Regions from separate parts of the Hordeum vulgare genome. Here regions 1 and 3 are each linked to region 2. A link is a contact called in public Hi-C data. All regions are on one chromosome and are shown on one strand. The core of a region is the stretch at or near the end of the contact, and the rest is flanking DNA. Distances in the headings are between cores, read along the strand shown. Region 1 holds the start of LOC123407116 (microtubule-associated protein 70-3). Region 2 has its middle 44 kb from the start of LOC123411478. Region 3 has its middle 18 kb from the start of LOC123413071.

Region 1 (2,700 bases), core at 153-2,652, 570 kb before region 2:
ACCGAAACCACAGTGTTGAAGAAAGCGGCATTATTAAGTGCAACTCAAGAACTTAATTCATGAAAAGCCATGCTACCATATTTGACCAATTAACTCTTGGCGCAAAAAAAAGAAATCGATCAAAGAATAACAGAGGGTGAAAGTAAGCTATAAGCATATAGTAACCCAATCATGGCAATGCTAAGAGTTGGCAACAACAAGAGCCCCTGTGTTACAAGAAAAGTAAAGCCAGACACCTCCTATACAACAGTTTGGCAGAATAAGTCCCCGGTTAGCAGAATGTTCTCATTGCTGTTGAGCATCTAAACCCATTCAGTCCTTGCAAATCTAAACATTTAGTTTGATAACCTAGCATGCAGTAGATTGAAATGGACCAGAATTCAATGACAGCACAAAGTATAACCTCAGCACACACAGCAACAGCCATGAAACTAGCATACTAAAGTGCTCATTCTAAATAAATACTCCCTCCGTAAAGAAATATAAGAGTGTTTAGATCACTAAAGTACGAACATCTTTACCTTTCTACTACAGGTGCTTCTGGCATTGCATAAGAATGTGGTAGTGAAAATTTGGTAGAGTTGAGCACTGAAATACCACAATTACAGCCTCGAAAAATACTAGGAACAGGACAGCTAAAAAAAAATTGAAGCATGAAAAACAAGTAGCTATACTCCATTGCTAAGAACAAAATTAAAGATAGCTGTAGAAACTAGAAGCAGAAACACCTCCAATACGACAGTTGACAGCATAAGTGCCCACTTAGCAGAACGACTTCCTTGATGTTGAACACCTAAACTCATCGTTGCCAAACTAAGATTTTGGTTTGATAATCTAGCATACAGTGGAACGAAATGGACCATAACGCAATGACGGTACAAGGTACCTCAACACCTCAACAAGAGGCTAGAGCGATGAAATCGGCATGCCGAAATGCCAATTCGAACAACTAACCTAACCAAATTTGGCACTTCCCCGCAAGCCCTAACATCAATTCGAGCCCAAAATAGCAGACGCCACGTCTCCGCAGCACAAAACCTCAAGAGCAATCGGCAATTTACCTCCTCAACGGCCTTCTCTCGCGCCCTCTCGGACAGCCGCAGCGCGCGTATCTCCGTGTGCGCCTCCCCGAGCTCCCGCTCCTTGTCTAGCAGCACAAAGCAGCAAAACAGTCAGAGCCTTCCCCGGCGCATTGAAAAACAGCGGGAGCAGATCAGCGGCTCACCCCTGAGCTCGTTCTCGAGGCGGGTGAGCTCGACCCGGACGGGATCCGAGCCGTGCATGAGCGCCATGAGCTCGTCGGCGTCGAGGCTGGCCCGCACCGCGCCCCTGCGCCGCGAGAAGCCCCTGGGCACCGCCGCATTCCCCTCCTCGCCGCCGTCGGCCATCTCAGATCTGAGCCCCGGCGGGCCGCCCCGGCATGCAGGGTCCGCCGGTCGGAGGGAGCCCTCGCCCCCGCCGCGTCAGGCGGCGAGCCTCCCCCGCGTCAGGCGGCGGGCTCCCTGTCGCGCGCCGGATCGGGGGAAACCCTAGCTAGCTGAGCGAGCTCCGGCGCTTGCTCCTCCTCTTCCCCTGCGCGTCACTGTGCGTGTGCTGTGCTGTGTGTGTCTCGCTTTTAGTAGTTGCGGTTGTCTTGCTCTTAAGTGGCGCGTTTAAAAAAACTCGGGCAGGGGAGGGGAGGGGAGGGGCTTTTTGGATTATCTTTAGTGTAAGCGTGTGGGGTTTTGAGAGCGATTAGTGGCTTGTTTTCTGTTTTGATGGAGGTAGATTAGGGTGGTCACGGTGCTATTTATAGAGAGGGAAGGATCGTTTGCAATGCTCTCACCAAAAAGAACAGAATCAACACTTTAAACAAGTTATTACTTACTAGCAAAAGGGTCAAGGGTTGCAACGGGAGAAAGAAATACCATACGGCACACGCTCTTAATTTATAAAAAATGTCTATAATTTAAGAATTTATAGTTACGATACAAATAAAGATGGTCTTATCCTACAAAAATGCAGTTCAAAATTTCACGAGTCTTCTATTTTAACACGGCTTGCATGTAGATTTAATGCGTACAAAGAATCAGTAAGTGACCTTCGGTTTCATCTCTAATCCTGATTTTGTTGACGTGTTCATCCCTAACCCGGATGAGTACCGGTATGAAAGAAAGACGAAACTTATTTATTAAGATTGCACCCTAGATAGTATTTTTATTAAATGTTTAACAGATAAAATAATATCATATCTAAATTCTACATATTTTTATAATCAAATTCCATGTATAATATGTTAAATTTGGAGTTACGGTTTAAAAGATATGAGTATTTAAAAAAATATTTAATATATACTACGAGTTTAATGTCATAAACAGTAAGGGCTTTTTTGTAAAATCACCTCGGTGGGTTTTCCGACGAAAGTTATAGCCTCTTTATTATTAGGTAAAGATTTCGAAAAAAAAGTATTGGCCTTACAATAAAAAAAAGTTTGCATTGGAATTACTCCCTCCGTTTCTAAATATAAGTATTTTTAAAGATTTCATAAAGGAACTACATACGAAGCGAAATGAGGGTAACTTTTTTATATGGATTTTTATCTAGGATTGAAAGGAGTATTTTTATCTACATACGAAGCAAAGTGTGGGGAAGCTGGAATTGAGCGAAACTTCTAAAAAGATTTTTACCTAGGATCGGAGAGAGTATTTTTTATGTTGACAA
Region 2 (2,700 bases), core at 33-2,532:
CTGGTCTTTGCCTAACAAACCAGGACCGATTCCAGCGGACACACGACCCACTCGTGGGATGGCACGAGATTTAAGGATCATGGAGTTCAGCTCCTGCTTTTGTACTCTGAATAAGGTGATGAAATAGACAGACAGAAAAGTTGCAGTTCAGGCAACACAAAAACGACTGTCCACTGATCGAACAGTTCATCGCACTTAGTTTCTTTTGATCTTCAGTGATAACAATTTCTAATTTTGTTATCCAATTCAAATTATGTTCGAAGGTGTTGAAAAAAGTTTCGGTTCCAATTTTTTGTTCACCTATATATAAAATGTTTACATCTAAAAAAAGGGTTTTCGAAATGTTCTCTGTCTGAAATTTTGTTCTGAATCTAAAACGTTGTCCCTGTTTTCAAATTTTGTTAACCAATTCAAAAAATGTGCATGTTCTAGAACTTGAAAAATTGTTCACCTTTTTAAAAATGTTCTGGAATTCCGAACAAATGTTTGGATATTAAATTATTTGTTTATAATTTCAAAAGATGTTCCATTTTTGAGTTTTCTTTAAATATTTGTAAACGGTTCACATTTTGAAAAATGTTCGGGAAGTTGAAATTTCTTCATAATTTGAAAAGATGCTGTGAAATTGTTCATGTTTAATTTTTCGCATTCTCAAAATGTCATCATTTTTTTCTTAAAATTGTTTCAGTTTCAAAAAGTATCCTGGAATTTAAAAAAAATCTCTTTATTTTGTTCACAATTTAAGGGAGATGTACGAGTTTTAAAAAATATTTACAAATTTAGAAAATGTCCGTGTCTTCAATTTTTTGGTTCAAAATTTCAAAACGTGTTCCTATGTATCAAAAATTCTGTTCTTTTACGAACAATATTTAGAAAATTTCAAAATCTGACGGAATAATGAATTCCATTCCTGTAATTCAAAAAATATTTTAAAATCTCAAGTTTGTTTCACATTTTACAAAAAATATATGGTTCTAAATCAGTTGAAAATAATTAAATAATATGTACACTACACTAAATAGACGGCTAGAGTAAATATCATGTTATAATTAAAACAGGTTTACGCTATCATCTATCGCTATAAGCTATAAGGTGTAGTGGCTTGCAGTACCTGGCGTCACGAGTTCGAAACTCGCAACGTAAATTTTTTGATACATTCATTTCTAGACAAATTTAAGATAAGAATTTTAAGACGAAGGGAGTGTGAGCCAGTCCAGTAGGTGGACGCCCTTATGCGTGAGGCCGACTATTTGTTGCAGTAAGCGTCGTCTGGAAGCTTCCAAATCCTATATGCCGCCCGCGGACGTCATACAGGTGAGGCTCCGTTGAAGGGTTGCCACCCGACGACTGTGTTCAGGCCGGCCCACAGTCGGCTTCCATGCTTCTTTCTCTTTTATGTTTTTTTTCTTTATTTTTCCTTTTCCTGTTTCATATTTTCCCCATTTCCTTTCTTTTCTTATATTTCCATGTATTATGCAGAATTTTATTTTCTATTATAAATGGTTATGGTATACTAAGAAAATGTTCATATATATGACAAAAAGGATCACCATACAGTACAAAATGTTCATCGTATATTAAGAATTTGTTCAATGAATACTACAAATGTTCAATGTGTATTTTAATTTTTTAGCGTATATTATACAAAATGTCTTTTTTAAAAATTGTTCGATGTACATTACACAAATATTTAACGTGTACTAAAAAATTATTCAATGTACCTTCCAAAATGTTCAATGCATATTCAAAAATTGTTCAACATACATTAAAAAAATGTTCAATGTGTATTCGGATTTTCTGCAATTTATATATTCATATGTACAAAATACTGGTGCTACAGTAACGGACTGGTACAGTGTGTCCCGCTACAGATTTCCAGCAGATGTTTTGATTATTTAAATTGCAAATGGGACTTGTTGGATGGACCTTGTGTGAAGCGAGTGCTTCTTGACGCACAAAGGCGTCCGACACAGACTCTCCTCTCCCCCTGACCCCATCCTGTGTGTTCTTAACCGTCACCGCGTGTTGCATTCTGAACGCTTTCTTTAGGTTTTGTTTTTGTATTTTTTGCACGCATTTTCGGCCTTTTAGAGTAGTTTTTTCTGATTTTTTTTGTGCTTCGGTTTTTCATCGATCTTTTTTAGCATACCCGTGCCTTTCGTAAAGGAAAAACGTGATTTTTTTTTATAAGAGGCAAATTTTTGCTTTCGTGAGAGACACATTTTTGCCTTCGTGAGCGGCATGGCCGTGCCTCTCGAAAAGGAGAAAAACACGGAAAAAAATGTGTTTTCTATTTTTTTCTATCGCGAGAGGTAAGGCTTTATTGGTCCATATTATGAAAAAAAGTTCGCCAAAACCTATCAACATGAGATCTAGTTTTAATCATCTCGATGTGAGAAATGCAACGAAGAAAATGATTCGAAATGTGGACGCACGGTTTAGAAGATAAGAAGTTTTAAATTACGCACCTACAAAAAAAGAAAAACTCCCAGGTTGCGACAAGTGGTACGTATGCAACGCACCACTTGTCACAACCTGAAATGTGGGAATGATCTTTGAAATGAGTAGTCCCTAATTAATGATTTCGGGTGGATACCACTATGTATAATATCTCTTATGGGCCAGCCAAAAGACCAAGATGTGTACTTTGCGCCTCACCATCGAAGAAAGAAAAGACCAAGGTCTGCTACGGAATATCCT
Region 3 (2,700 bases), core at 50-2,549, 530 kb after region 2:
AAAACAAAGTGTGCAAAAAATGTTCGAGAAGAAAACAAGAATAAGAAAACCAGTGGAAGTCATGCCGACATTAATTATCCAATCAAACTATTCCGAATTAAGTGAGGGAACAAATTTGCTTGGTCTTGTAAACCAATGAGTCGGACTGTGTGTGCTTTTTATTCTACTAAGTAGGGGAACCCTAGTGTCGGCGGTTGCAAAGATGGGCCGGCCCAACTGCACAGGGGCCATGGCCTGCTTTTTCCACCTGTTTTCTTTCCTGGTTTATGCTCTATTTTTATATATTTTTATATACTTTACAATATTCTAATATATATAGAGATAAAAAAGACACTTTAAAAACGCATTGAAAAAATGTTGGACAAGTATATGAAAAATGTTGAATAAATATTAGAAAATTCTGAATAATATTTATATCTTTTTAAACAAATGTTTGAACATCATAAATAAGTATGAAAAATGTTGAAAAAGTATTTGACAAAGTATGAAAAATGTTATTTGAACATCGTAAATAAGTATGACAAATATTTGAACATCGTAAATAAGTATGAAAAACGTTAGCAAATTATTTAAAAAATATGGTACAAGTATTTTAAAATGTTGAATAAGTATTCAAAATATTTAACAAGTATTCAAAAACGTCTGAATAAATGCTGAAAAATTATAAAGCGATATTTGAAAAACATTAGAACTGTATTTACAAATGTTGAAAAAGTATTGCAAAAATATTAAATACGCAATCGTACAATGATGAACGGGAATAAAAACATTTTGATCACTTATTAAAAACTGTTTTTGACATATACAAAAATATAGAATAAAAACAAAAACAGACAAAGAAAAAACAAATAAACAAATAAATGTAGAATAAAAAAGTAAAGAAAAAAGATAGAGAAGAAAGAAAAATATCAATCAAAAAATAGAATAATGCAAAAGAGAATATAATAGCCAAATAAAAATAAAGAAAAATGAATGTAAAAGAATTAAAGAAAATGGAAAGGAAAAAATTAAATAAGAAAAATAAAATAAAAGGGGGAAAATATTGAAGAAAAAGAAAAAAGAAAACAAAAGAAACAGAAAAAATCATTGAAAGACCATGAAAACCAGCCCTTTTCGCCTTAAATAGAGCATGCTTAACATAATTAGCGCGAATGCGACTTCAGCTGAGGGCAAAGACGTGAGCTCTTAATCGGTGCATTAAGCGTCGCTTAGGATAACTGACGTCTGTAGCGCTCATAGCTGGGCTGCTTCTACAACCGGCCGATTCTCATTCATTCGAACGCTAGAAGAATCCGATCAGTGGGAGAAAGGGGACTCGAACTTATCTCGCCATCAACAGCCGCAAGTGGCACTAACCACTAACCACTAGACCGAGCTGCCTCTGACGATCATTACGACGAAACAAAACTACTTGCCTTCTCGTTGTACATAATTAAAATATACATTTTATATACCTTATATAATTTATATGAAAAAAACAAACTTTGAAAGAAATTCAATAAACTTTGTAAAACCACGAATTTAAAAAAATTGAAAAATTGAATAGATTAGTACACATTGAAAAAATTTCAAATTTGAGAAACATCACAAAATTGATATTTTTAATTAAATTTCGAAATAAATTCAAAAATTGGAAAAAAGTTCATCAAATATGAAAAATGTTCGTCGAATTTGGAAAAAAGTTCAACCAATTTGAAAATAGTTCAACGCAGCTAAAAAAGTCCACTGAATTAGCAAAAAGTTCACCAAATTTCAAAAAAAGTTCATGCAATTGAAAAATGGTTCATCTGATTTGAAAATTTTCACAAATTTTAAAAAAGCATCCAATCTGAAAAAACTTCATCAAAATTAAAAAAAGGTTCATTAGATTTGAAAAAAAAGTTCATGGATTTTGAAAAAAGTTCATAAGAATTGACAAAGAAGTCATTGATTTTGAAAAAAGTTCATCGAACTTGAAAATAAATCATCTAATTTTAAAAAGTTCATTTGAGTTGAAAAAAAAAATCAAACTTGAAAAAAATGATTTTGAAAAAAAGTTCGTCGAGTTGGATAAAAGTTCATCGAATTTGAAAAAAAATTCATTGAATTTCAAGTAACTTCATCGAATTTTGAAAAGGTTATCTGAATTTGAGAAAAGTTCATCATAATTGGAATAAATTCATCGAATTTGACAAAAGTTCATCGAATCCAAAAAAAATCGTCGATTTTGAAAAAACTTCAGCGGATTTCAAAAAAGTCATCAATTCAAAAACAATTCTTGAGGAAAAAGAGAAAAAGTTAATAGATTTTAGAAAACGTACACAATTTTTTTTAAAATTCGCCAAATTGATAAAAAAATCATTGTATTTCAAAAGGTTCATAGATTTGAAGAAAAGGGCCATGTATTTGCAAGATAATTCATTAACCCAGGAAGAGAAAAAGAAAAAATAGAAAAGGAAAAAGAAAACTAAAAAAATGAAAGAAGGAGAACGGAAGGGAACAGATAAAGTAAAGGAAGGGTTGCAATTAACAATATACTGGCTTCTTGGCGGGTTGGTTGCTCCAATCCATATGGATGAGGAGGTCGTTGGTTCGAACTTCACGGGCGCACTATATTGTTTCTTGGCGGGTTGGTTGCTCCAATCCATACGGATGAGGTGGTCGTTGGTTCGAACTTCACGGGCGCACTATATTGTGCATGTTAAGAATACACAAATTAGA

What was found. A called contact is a pair of places that touch in the nucleus more often than the background predicts.
Region 1: a Hi-C map of leaf shows a contact between it and region 2, with 3 times the contacts expected there. The contact joins the promoter of LOC123407116 here to the enhancer-like site in region 2. A contact is called at or near these places in 2 of 6 Hi-C or Micro-C datasets (leaf and seedling).
Region 3: a contact with region 2 is called in a Hi-C map of leaf, with 8 times the contacts expected there. The contact joins two enhancer-like sites. A contact is called at or near these places in 3 of 6 Hi-C or Micro-C datasets (leaf and seedling).

What each region holds. Positions count from the first base shown.
Region 1 is chr7H:107,679,173-107,681,872 of MorexV3_pseudomolecules_assembly, forward strand. It overlaps LOC123407116 (microtubule-associated protein 70-3), which reads right to left and starts at 1,403. Exons shown (of 11, transcript XM_045100171.1): 1 at 1,226-1,403; 2 at 1,062-1,147. The coding sequence starts at 1,388.
Region 2 is chr7H:108,248,594-108,251,293 of MorexV3_pseudomolecules_assembly, forward strand. No RefSeq gene overlaps it. Among protein-coding and RNA genes, the nearest start is that of LOC123411478, 44 kb to the right of the region's middle. Within about 2 kb of position 1,283, at least 3 of the 3 cell types and tissues checked have open chromatin away from gene starts, as enhancers often do. A contact at or near this core is called in leaf and seedling, where this site is marked.
Region 3 is chr7H:108,780,507-108,783,206 of MorexV3_pseudomolecules_assembly, forward strand. No RefSeq gene overlaps it. Among protein-coding and RNA genes, the nearest start is that of LOC123413071, 18 kb to the right of the region's middle. Within about 2 kb of position 1,300, at least 1 of the 3 cell types and tissues checked has open chromatin away from gene starts, as enhancers often do. A contact at or near this core is called in leaf, where this site is marked.